Linked DNA regions of Gossypium arboreum: region 1 is linked to region 2. Evidence: chromatin contacts called from public Hi-C data. All regions are on one chromosome and are shown on one strand. The core of a region is the stretch at or near the end of the contact, and the rest is flanking DNA. Distances in the headings are between cores, read along the strand shown. Region 1 holds the start of LOC108473860 (rab GTPase-activating protein 22-like). Region 2 has its middle 23 kb from the start of LOC128279672.

Region 1 (5,379 bases), core at 1,888-4,387, 150 kb before region 2:
CACGAACAGCATCTAGACGGATGATTCGCTGCCAGGTTGAAAAATTTTCAGTTGCACGTAGCTTTGATATCCCTTCAGTGCTTGAGGGAGGAACATTCCTTTCTGAAGCCACATCAAGATCATTATCCTCCCTGCCGTCCAAAGTGGGGGACCCCTGAATAACTTCAGGGTCTTCAGAAGAGTCAGAGTCTGATGACTCACTGTTCAGTGCTGACACATCAGCATTTGTTATTCTTCTTGAACTACCATCTCCTGCTAACAATATACTCGACGGTTCATCTGAGAACTCAGCATCTGGGCTCCTTCCCTCACTACAGAGAGACTCTCTGGCACTAACCACATCTTCAGAACTAGATGTGTCTGTCTCCTCAACAAGACTTCCACTGTCTCCATTTCGACAAGTGGCACCCGTTTCAGATGACTTAAAACTCCCAGTGCCATGTTTTAGGAGAAGCCGGCACTTTCTTCGGAGCTTTTCATATTCTTTCCTGCATCAACAGATTGTCAGAAGGTGAAGAAACAAACCGAAGAAATGGTTCTTGGTAGCATTTGACTATAGCTGCAAGGAATAACAAAGTAATAAATACAGGAAGGGCGTGGAAGTTGACCTTTTCTGAGTTCTAACAGCATCTCTTTCTTCTTTGGAACTGTTTAAATCATAGCTGTTGCAGAGAAAAAGAACAGGAAAATGTCATGATATGAAATGGAACACCTATAACTTGAGAATAGCCAAGATGTTCTCCCCTTATTCCATGGAAAGGTAGAAACTTCCCGGGATGTCTTGGCATGGTGGTGTAAAAGAACAACAGAAGCAGTAGCAACAACAAGAAGGGTAACACAGGTTCAGTACACTTACACTCCAAGGAGGAAGGGCCAGACCTCTGCCCTAATACTTGGATCAACACCCTACACCAATGGTGAACAAGATTAAGCATTTTGATTACAACAAAAGAATTGAATGAGAAAATCAGCAGGTTAGCTGTGACAGTAACTCACTCTACAGCGAACTTTCTTCAAGAACTTGACTCCACCATCCCGGAGTCTACCATCAGGTGTAAACAAACTTCTCCACTGCTGAGGTGAGAGGGCATGTTTCTTTCTATAGCGAGACCAGGGTGATCTGAGCCGACCACTGAAAAAAAAGGATGAATTTGCAAATAGAAAATGAGAAAATAATAATAAGACATGTGATTTAAGAGAACCAATTTATAGATATGAATGCATCTTTTTCTGTGTTTCACATAATGAGGTTCATGGAAACAAAAACCATTACTAAGTTTGAGAGAAAGGATATTGTGTTATTGCAGTAACCATCATAACATCACTAAGTTATCTACTCTTCCCTCATCAAGCTTTACACCAGATACCAACTCTCATGAGCAAAGAATAATGACTTGCACCAACGAGCATCCACCAGAAAGATAAGATTTACGTTCGATTCTATTTTGCTTAGGAGGTTAGCCAGCCAAATTATGTAATATGATAAATATGAAATTTGGCACCAGCTCCAGTATGTCTCTTATCAAAGATCAGTATAATGAGTTCCGAGAAATTTCCAAATTTTAAACTGTAAAAAAAGTTTAGCAGTTGAAAGCCAGGATATGGGTTGAAGAAAAGAGAGGAATGGACTCCTCATCTGAATATGATTCCCTCTAATTTTCCAATTTTAAAAGGGATAACTTCAAGCTGCTGATTGAAAAAGGGAGAACCATAATCTACTTTCTCATCTATTTAAAACTAGAGTATTTCTTTTTCTTTTTCGAAGTCCATCAGTTTCTGTTGATTATGAGTGTTAATATTCAAATATATCAACATTAGAAAGTCATAATCATGAATAAAATCCTAGCAGATTGAAGCAGTCTAAAGGCAACCTTAGTCAACGATAAAAAAAATATGTTAAAAAAATAAGGTTGCCAAGTCACATTAACACAGATTCAAAAAAAATAAGTAAAGCAAAGAAAATATTAGAATTTGAAATTTATAACCAAACAATGGAGCAATAATGACTGGAAATACTAACAAACAAGAAGCAGAAACCGTAATTAGCGAAAAGAGAAAAAGTTTGAAGGGGTGTAGAAAGAATATAGAAGAAAAAAAAAAAGGAAGCAAGGCAAACGAGGAAACAAATAGTTTCGAACTTATACAAAGGGGAAAGAATTGAGAGAGGAGATCGGGATCTGAATCGAAAATCTAACAAGAGATTACTTAAATGAGTAAGTGTTTAGGGATAAAGGGAGAAGAAAGAGGACGAGGACTCACCGATCAGTGGAAGAACAAGAAACTGGTGAAGAAGAGGTAACAACGAATAGAACCGAACGCAAATGAATCCACGAAGATGATGACGATGACGATGACGACGACGAAGAGGGTGAAGGTGAAGGTGAGTTCGGAGATGAAGATGAAGTCTGACTTCTTCTAAGAGCTCTCATCTATTAGAATTTGATTCTTATCGACTACTCTTACTACGAACCGGTACTAGGGGTTTCGGAGATTTGCTTTTACCGTTAAGCATTGAGAGGAGGAATTTTCTTTTTACCTAGTAGTGGTGAAGAAAATGGCGGCAAAGAGAGCGAGGCCGGCAACAGCAGTAACGGCGACGGTAGTTTTGGAGGGCGGCATGGGTACAGCGGACCAGAATCCTCCTCCGCCGCCGCCAAAGTGGTGGATTCCGGTAGGGCTGTTGTTGGCTGAGGGGAGCATGGAAGGCTTGAGGTGGAGGAAACCAAATCAAGATGCCCGACCTACCCCGTCCTTTTAACTTCTTCCTCTGAGTTTTTCTTTTTCTTTTTAGCTTTGTTGACTGCTTCGCTTTCTCAAATCTCAACAGCTCCTTTCTTTTATTATGTTTTCCTGATTGGGTTTTGGTTTATTCGGCCGCCCGCCCAATGAATGAATCGAGAAAGAAAGGTGTATTTGAGTTATGTGCCTATCTAGACTAGACTCCATACTACATAGCTTTTCAGAGAGAAAGAGTTCTAAAACTGAAAGATTTGATTTCAGATTGATTCTACTACCTACGCTTATTATTTCCGCTGTTAGGTATTGGTCCCTTCTCGCTTTCTTTATTATTTATTATTTCTCCTTTTCTTTTTTGAATTTCATTTGACCTAATTCCTTTTCCAAATACAAATTGATTTTGGGTTAAATATATTTTCATCACCACCACAATCAATCCAAAATCGGTTTATTAAATTTCGTATACAAATTTCACTTATTGTAAATTTTAATAGTTATTAAAATTAGATTTTTATTTTTATATTTTTATGCTTATAAATAGATACTACGATAAATCATTATAATTATTCCTTTTGATTAATAAAGTTCATTATCTATTACTTTCATATTTTTTTATTTTTATTATTCACATCTCTATTTATTTTATAACACGTTATTAGTACCATGATTTTCTATTTTTTTTAAAGTTTTTTCTTTTAAAGTCCAATCCTTTTTCATCTTAAACTTTCACTCTTACGACTTCATATTCGGGATGTTGAAAGATTCAATAATGGATCACGATGATGACCATGATGTTAAAAATCTTTTAGTATATTTTATTATTTTATTTATTATATCATATTTATTATTATTGGAGAATAATCATGACAACATAAATGAATAGATTCTAATTTAAAATCACGTATGTTTACAATGGTGATTATGAAATAAAAAATCAATAGATGTGTTTAGAAGTCTGCCCTACCAGATTTGTTACATTCTCTAAAGTGAATGCAAACATAAAAAAATAAAATAAAAGATATAATCATGGGCCACTAAAAGTAGGAACATAATAATAAATAAGAGAACAATAAGAGTTCTCAAGATAACTCTTCAAAGGGTAAAGATAACTTATGTTATCAATGTAATATAAAAGATTCTTGGCCATATATGTGGTGTTTTCCCAAATATTTTGTTTCTATTAATATTCTTTGAGGAAGGATATGAGAATGTAGTAATGAATTCTATCATTACGGATAGAAAATATTTATCTTATTTAGTCTTGAAACAAACAAATATTATTCCAATATTTGGTAGTACAAAATTAGTCGAAAGCTCCAAAAAGCTAATATATTAATATCTTATGATAATTAATCTATTGGTTTTAAAAGATATTTATAATGGATCTTATATTGAGATTGTGAATGAGGAAAATATTATACTTCATATGAATCACTATTCCTATAAATATCTATTTTGAAAGGATGAAAAGAGAGGATTGGGTTATTAATTTATATTTATTTTATAATATTTGTGATATGCTTTTGTCATCATTCCCATTAAGGGGTTGGAAGCAAAATTTTTACTGTGAAAGATCTATTTATGAGCAATAAAATATGAAAATTCTATCTAAAACTCGTTATAGTTGGATGCATATTTTTTAGATATTTGAATATTTTGGCATATTCCCTGAAGTGAATATTGCATATAATTGTTTGGAAATTATATTTATTTTGTTGTCTTAGTTACATTATAATATTCACATTGATTTAGACATTTCCAATAGTAAATGTCACAATAGCACTTATATGTGGATACAAAGTAAAATGAATGATAGTAAAATTATTAATTTGTTACAATTTAGTACAATTGAAACACATGTTAAAGTAAACCAGAAGTTTATTGATACAAATGCATTTCTACTTGGCATGATTCACTACAGGAAAACAGACTTTTAGCGGCGTTTTTTTTTCCTTTAGCGGCATTGTTAAGCACCGCTAATACTTTTAGCGGCGCTTTCTCAAGCGCCGCAAAAAACGTCGCTATATGCAACGCCACAAAAATTAGCGGCGTTTTTTAGAAAAAACGCCGGTAAAGATTAGGACATTTAGCGGCGCTTTTATAAAAAACGCCGCTAAAGACCAGGACCTTTAGCGGCGCTTTTTTAAAAAAAGCCGCTAGAAACCAGGACCTTTAGCGACGCTTTTATAAAAAACGCCGCTAGAGACCTGTACTTTTAGCGGCGCTTTTATAAAAAACGCCGCTAAAGACATGTACTTTTAGCGGCGCTTTTTTAAAAACGCCGCTAATTTTCCCAGTTTTGCAATATGTATTTTTGCACCTATATCCAACCCTCCTGCAAGAAATTCAATAAAAAACAGCAAATATACCATGAAATCCAACCAAAACACGTAAATTTAAATAATACAAAATTATACGAAAAATATATTATATAAATTGTAAATGAATATTCAAAATATTCTTAAAGTAATGTTAAAAGTTACAAGAAAACAAATGTCTATGATGGCGGATTTTGAAATTGGTAGAACATAGTCATCATAGATGAAGTCTTCTTTGGAGTTCATTGTATTTCCTGCTCGCTCGCCTCCTCGCCACGCCTCCGCCTCCTCGGCCGCCTCCGCTCTAAGTTGAGAAATTTGCTCA
Region 2 (5,715 bases), core at 2,571-5,070:
AATAATTTACTACAATATCGGATCAAACTAGTATTAAAAATGTGCAAAAATTTTAAAATTAATATTTCATCCCAAAGGATTACTCCGATTTTCGATGTAAATATGATGTTTTTAAATTTCGAATACAATAATAATTATTTAACATTTCAAAAATCTTAAATCCTAAACAACCCTACTTCAAAATCTTAACCTCAAACCTTAAAATGCAAAACACTAACCCTAAAATACAGCCCTAAAAATAACTAGGAGAAACACCCTTTCAGCTGGAAGATTTTTTTATTAATTTGTCAAAAAATGCTTCTACATGGAAGTTTTTTTTTCGCATTTCACCTGAAAACACTTCCAGCTAAAAACATTTTCATAAAATCAACCTATTCTCATAATTCTGCAAAAAAATAACCTAATCTAATAAATCTTAAAAAATTTCGATATTTATTGGTAATTTAGTCAAATATCGTTTTACCAGTTTTTTTTTTTATCGTTATCATCGCAATACAAGTGTGCATGCATGTGATGATGTGAATACTAAGCGTAATTATGTGTGAGATTCTTTTGGCACTAATAATATTTATCATTTATGTTTAGTATCATAAAATCATACCTTGAGAAGGAAAAAATGGAGAAACAAAAAAAAAAATTTGTGGAAAAAAAAAATGGAAAAGGAAAGGTTTGATTGTGAAGCTTCATGTCCTTCCAGCTTTTTGAGATTCGGCTAATCTCAGATTGTGGCACTGGGACTGCACCATTTTGTTGTTTAATATGCAACTAGACTAAAAAGATTATATGAGTCACTAAGGTTAGGTTGAATATTTAGTTATTTGACATAATTTATTATTTAAATAATAGACCCAAATTAGACAAAATCCCATGATTGTTGAGCGGTCAAATCACCTGATTGTTTTCATCATTGCAAGTTCAGCAGCTTTGCACACAGATTTTAAGCGACCAGCTGCCACCGATTTAACTGTGGGGTTAGCTTTGATTTGTTTGGAGTTATTATTTTGTGCTTATAAGTATCAGTCAACTGAGCAGTCTGCGAGTAAAAATACTTTCTCGAGAAAATTGTGATTTTGAAGCATCAGTGCTCCATTTTTCCTCTAAATGGCGTTATTGATGATATCAGTCCCAATAAATTGATTGCTTCCCATTACACAAAACCCTCTTCTTTTTTCCTGATCAGAAAATGGTCAACATTTAGTCAAAATCAAATTTGATTCTGACATTGACATTGATTCTGTCCGAATTGAACATTATAAAGAAGTTCGAAGAAAAAATGAAAAAAAAAAAAAGCTTTTTGGATTCATCAAGCAAAGTGGTTCGAAGTTCAAACAATAAGGAACTGAGTGGGGACTCAAAGTAGCCTAAAGACAGTAGGACCACCAAGGATGGGATAAGGGCAAAGCCACTGATGTAGTGGTGACTTGAAACCTTTAAAGCACAAAAAGCAAAGGATAGGGATAGGGTTCCTATACCAAAGGTTTGCCAATGTGTTTTTAATAATATCATCGTTGAATATGGGGAAGGTGGGGCAAAAAAATGGGGCTCTAGTGTTTTCATACGCATGGTAAAAGATTACAGAGGAAAAAGAAAAGAAAAGGTAAAAGAAAGAAAGAGATGCTTAGAAAAAAATGTATGCATATTAAAGAAGTTGAATGGTGGAAAACGTTAAGTACAAAATTGTTGCAAATGATAGAGGAGGACCAGGGCTATTTTATTTGGGTACCCTGCCATTTGTTTTCTCATACAAAGGTCAGGCTAGCTGTGAGAAGGAATTTTTTTTTAGAAAGTTAAAATTGAATTAAAATTTTTACTTTATTTTGAGATCGACCCTCACTTGCATTAGCACCTCCTTAGATTAAATGTTTGTCTTTGGTCGAGGTACATCGGATTCGTGCCAAGGTATAAACCCAACACTTCGTTAAAAACTCTTTAAAACAATTTTAAATAATTAAATTTTTAATGTGTCACCTTCATATATATATATATATATATATATATATATATGATAAAATTGATATATTGATATAATACGAGATTCATTTATACTGATATAAAATTAATATAATTTTATATACTTTTAAAATTTTATTTATGGTTGAATTTATTAATATAATTATATTTATTATACATATAAATTTTTAATTAATTTAATTTCTCTATCATATTAATTTAAAATATTATTTATATTAATATGTTTAATGATTAAAAGATTTTTTTCATAAAATATATAGGTAATTTTTTTAAAATACTTTAAATTTAACATGAATAAGACATAATAATTAAATTATTAAAATATCAAATTTCACATACTCGATATTCGTCCCTAAATTGAAAAGGAAAGCATTAACAAATTTAGGGGATAGGAATAATACCCTCCATGGGATGCTTACAAATAGGGAAAATATGTGATGAAGATAGAGTTGTTAACGTGCTTTGACTTATTATACTATAATCCATAGATCTGATTTTGTCTTTAACTATAACTAGAGTAGGTACCCCCAATGAATGAATAGGTTAACATCACAAACTCCAAGAATACAGCGTGCCCCAGTTTTTTCTTTTCATTTTCAGCTAGTATAAAAATTCGATTTAATTAAAAATTGAAAAAAATTTAAAATTTGGATTTTTCAGTTGAATTAATTTAAATTTTTTTCTCCTCTCAAATCTTTTTACTTTTCCTAAAAATTTTACTACCCAAATTTTTTTCTTTTATTTTCTTCCTAATTCTTTTATTTCCTCTAAAAAAATTTAGTTTCTTCAAACCCCCAAAAATTTTTTCTTTTACTTTCTCCTTAATATTTTCACTTTCCTTTCAAAAATTTATTTTTCACAAACTCTCAACTTTCATTTTCCCGAACCTCAATTTTTTTAATTTATATCTACTATTTATATTATTAAATTATTTAATCACCCCAATCTTTATCAATTTTGTTAAAATTAAATTATTAAAGATGTGAAAAAATATTTATGTTAAAATTTTCTTTTGATATTTATTTCATATTTTGTATTTAAAATAAATTTTATTAAAATTTCATGTTTTTACATTTAATATATTTTTAATTTTAAAATAAGTTAAAATGTATGTAAAATTATGAGAAGATGAAAGTTAATAATAAATTTAATTATAGTGGGCAAATTCAATTACGGTAGTTGGTAATGACTACAAAGACCTAAATTTATTTTTTAATTTAACTTGAACAAATACATTCGATTTAATTGAATTTTATCTCACTCAATTCTATTCGAAAAAATTTAAATTAAATTAAAATGATAAAATATAATTTATCAACTCAATCTATTTAAAATTCTTTCATTCAATTCAATTCAATTAAATCAAATACTCACCTCTATTCTCATCAACAACCGACTTAGCCCAAATATAAAATTCTTCAAAAACCAAAGATTTCAATGCAAGCTGCAAGCCTGCCACATCTAATGACAGCATCGTGAAGAAGGAACTTAACATATCACTGACATAATCAATTTTTACTTATGAATGAATGGCCCCCCTTTGCTGGAACCTTTTCAATTACATACCTACTATCACAATAATGAAAGGGAGTTACAAGGGGAATAAAATGAGCTCTAGTTTCCATGGGACAGTGACAACTCCCCAAGTGCCAAGAGTCTGACCTTTGCATTAAAGCATGCGCTCAAGCATCATCATTATTTTTTATTAACCATGCTTGCTAGGTTTTTGTTTTGCTTTTACACTAATTTTCATCATCTCATGTTAATATTTTGACAGTGATTGAACTTCAAAGTAGGGTTAACCTAATAATTTCATACATTTGAACATTGATACCCTGAAAACAAGGGTAGATTTCTGTTTATATATATAAAAGGGATGATACATATGTTTTATCCTCTTAGAGTTCAGCAAGGGGCAATGAGCAATGAACATCCATTGCTTCAAAGCCAAGACAAGTTTTGGAACCCCAAAACCAATTTAAATTGCAAGAAAGGGAAAGATACCAAACCTCATACAAATAGCATCATTCGGATACACAAATAGCTAAGGTGTGTAAATAATAAAAGAGAGATTTGTTGATAGTGAGACGTAAGGCATTCCAAAATTTCGAGTCACGTGCTTGAGAGAAGCAATCGACGCCAAATTTCTTACTACTTAATTTATTGCAAATGGCAAGTGGCAAAGGCCAAAGCGTAATTTAAAATTGCTGCTGCAGCACCAACAAAAGCATTATCCTTCCATGATTCCACCATCAAAACATCAACTTACGAAAGCATCCCTACAAAACAGCACATGTTCTGCTTCTTATTAGCGGTAAATATTTAACTGAGTCGAGTCGAATCGAGTTAAAAAAATTTAAGTTAGTCGAGTTGATAAATCATATTTTAGTAACCGAATTCAATTTGGATTTTTTTCAAATCGAATCGAATCGAGTGAAAAAATTTCAAGTTAAGTCGAGTCGAATTAACGAATTATATTATTTATACTCAATGTTACGTTTATAAGGACCGATTATTTAATTAGTAGACGAAGTATAAGATTATTTAACTACATAAACAATATAATTGTTTTACATTTTAACTTAATAAGTTAATAATTTTGACTTTTAACTTTAGAAAAGGTAAATATTTATCAAAACGATATAGTTTTGCCTTTTCTTATTCAGATTTTTAGATAATTCGAATTGTGTAATTCATGTTTGAGTTAAACAAAAAAACTTAATTTTTTATTCAAGTTGATCCGAATAACTTGATTAACTCAAATAACTCGAACTATTTAATTCAAAAATTAAATTTTTTATCGAGTTTTTCGAATCGAATTAGATTTTGTTTACCCCTACTTCTTATATCTATATGATAATGTTAAAATAGAATGTTGACAATGCTAATGTATCGTAAAAAAAAAGAAAAAGAAAAATAGAACACACAAATTTTATGCGGGAAAAAATCATTGGTAGAAAAAAAAATCTACTATGTCGAGGAATATAAACTACATCTATTTATAGATTTAGAAAATCGTATTCTAATTAACATCTAATAGAAATAATGCACTACCAAAATAGTCGTCCCAGTCCAATATATTACTTATTAAGAATTATTTTATTTTAATAAGAATTGAAGTTATTACTCTTAACATATCGTAAATGGTACTTTAGTAATTACGCTACATATATGTTTTGTATTTAAGGTGGGAGCTTGTACAAGGAATGGAGCTATTCCCTTTACTTCATTCATTTATCTACGTTGTCTCTTTGAAGTAATGGCTGCCTTAAGTGTTGAAACTTGTGCTAAAGTACCAACTCCGAGACCCTTAACCATTTTTATTTTTGCAGGTTTCCATATTTAAAGAGAAAAATCACAACCAATTTGGGCATGGGCACTGCTATTTTTATTTTAACGAGGGTTGAAGTAAAAAATTCAAAAAATTCAAAAAAAGAAAAAAGAAAAAGGTGCTGAGTGGAGTATGCCTGTATCAGTTATTTTGGTTTGATGACGATTTCCCAGCAGGTGTATGGTACCATGAACAATCCAAATAATAACCCATTTATTTATATTTGTTATACATAATTATCTCGTCATATGTGGATTTCGCAGCAAACAAGGCTACCTCAACTAGTGACTCATTTCGCGGATTAAGAGTGAGTTTAGATAGACGGTGTGTTTATTTGCGATTAGTGTAAAAACAGTAATAATGGTGAAATTAGATACTGTAGTGATACTATAACGTGAGATAAAAAATTAGCT

What was found. Hi-C and Micro-C count contacts between places; a contact is called where the count stands out from the background.
Region 1: a Hi-C map of leaf shows a contact between it and region 2, with 3 times the contacts expected there. The contact joins the promoter of LOC108473860 here to the enhancer-like site in region 2. A contact is called at or near these places in 2 of 5 Hi-C or Micro-C datasets (both in leaf).

Annotation. Positions count from the first base shown.
Region 1 is chr8:61,300,407-61,305,785 of ASM2569848v2, reverse strand. It overlaps LOC108473860 (rab GTPase-activating protein 22-like), which reads right to left and starts at 3,137. Exons shown (of 6, transcript XM_017775654.2): 1 at 2,537-3,137; 2 at 2,260-2,424; 3 at 997-1,132; 4 at 857-906; 5 at 609-662; 6 at 1-488. The coding sequence starts at 2,700. It overlaps LOC128296611, which reads right to left. Exons shown (of 5, transcript XM_053032044.1): 5 at 5,272-5,358. The coding sequence ends at 5,272.
Region 2 is chr8:61,152,431-61,158,145 of ASM2569848v2, reverse strand. No RefSeq gene overlaps it. Among protein-coding and RNA genes, the nearest start is that of LOC128279672, 23 kb to the left of the region's middle. Within about 2 kb of position 3,820, at least 2 of the 2 cell types and tissues checked have an H3K27ac peak or open chromatin away from gene starts, as enhancers often do. A contact at or near this core is called in leaf, where this site is marked.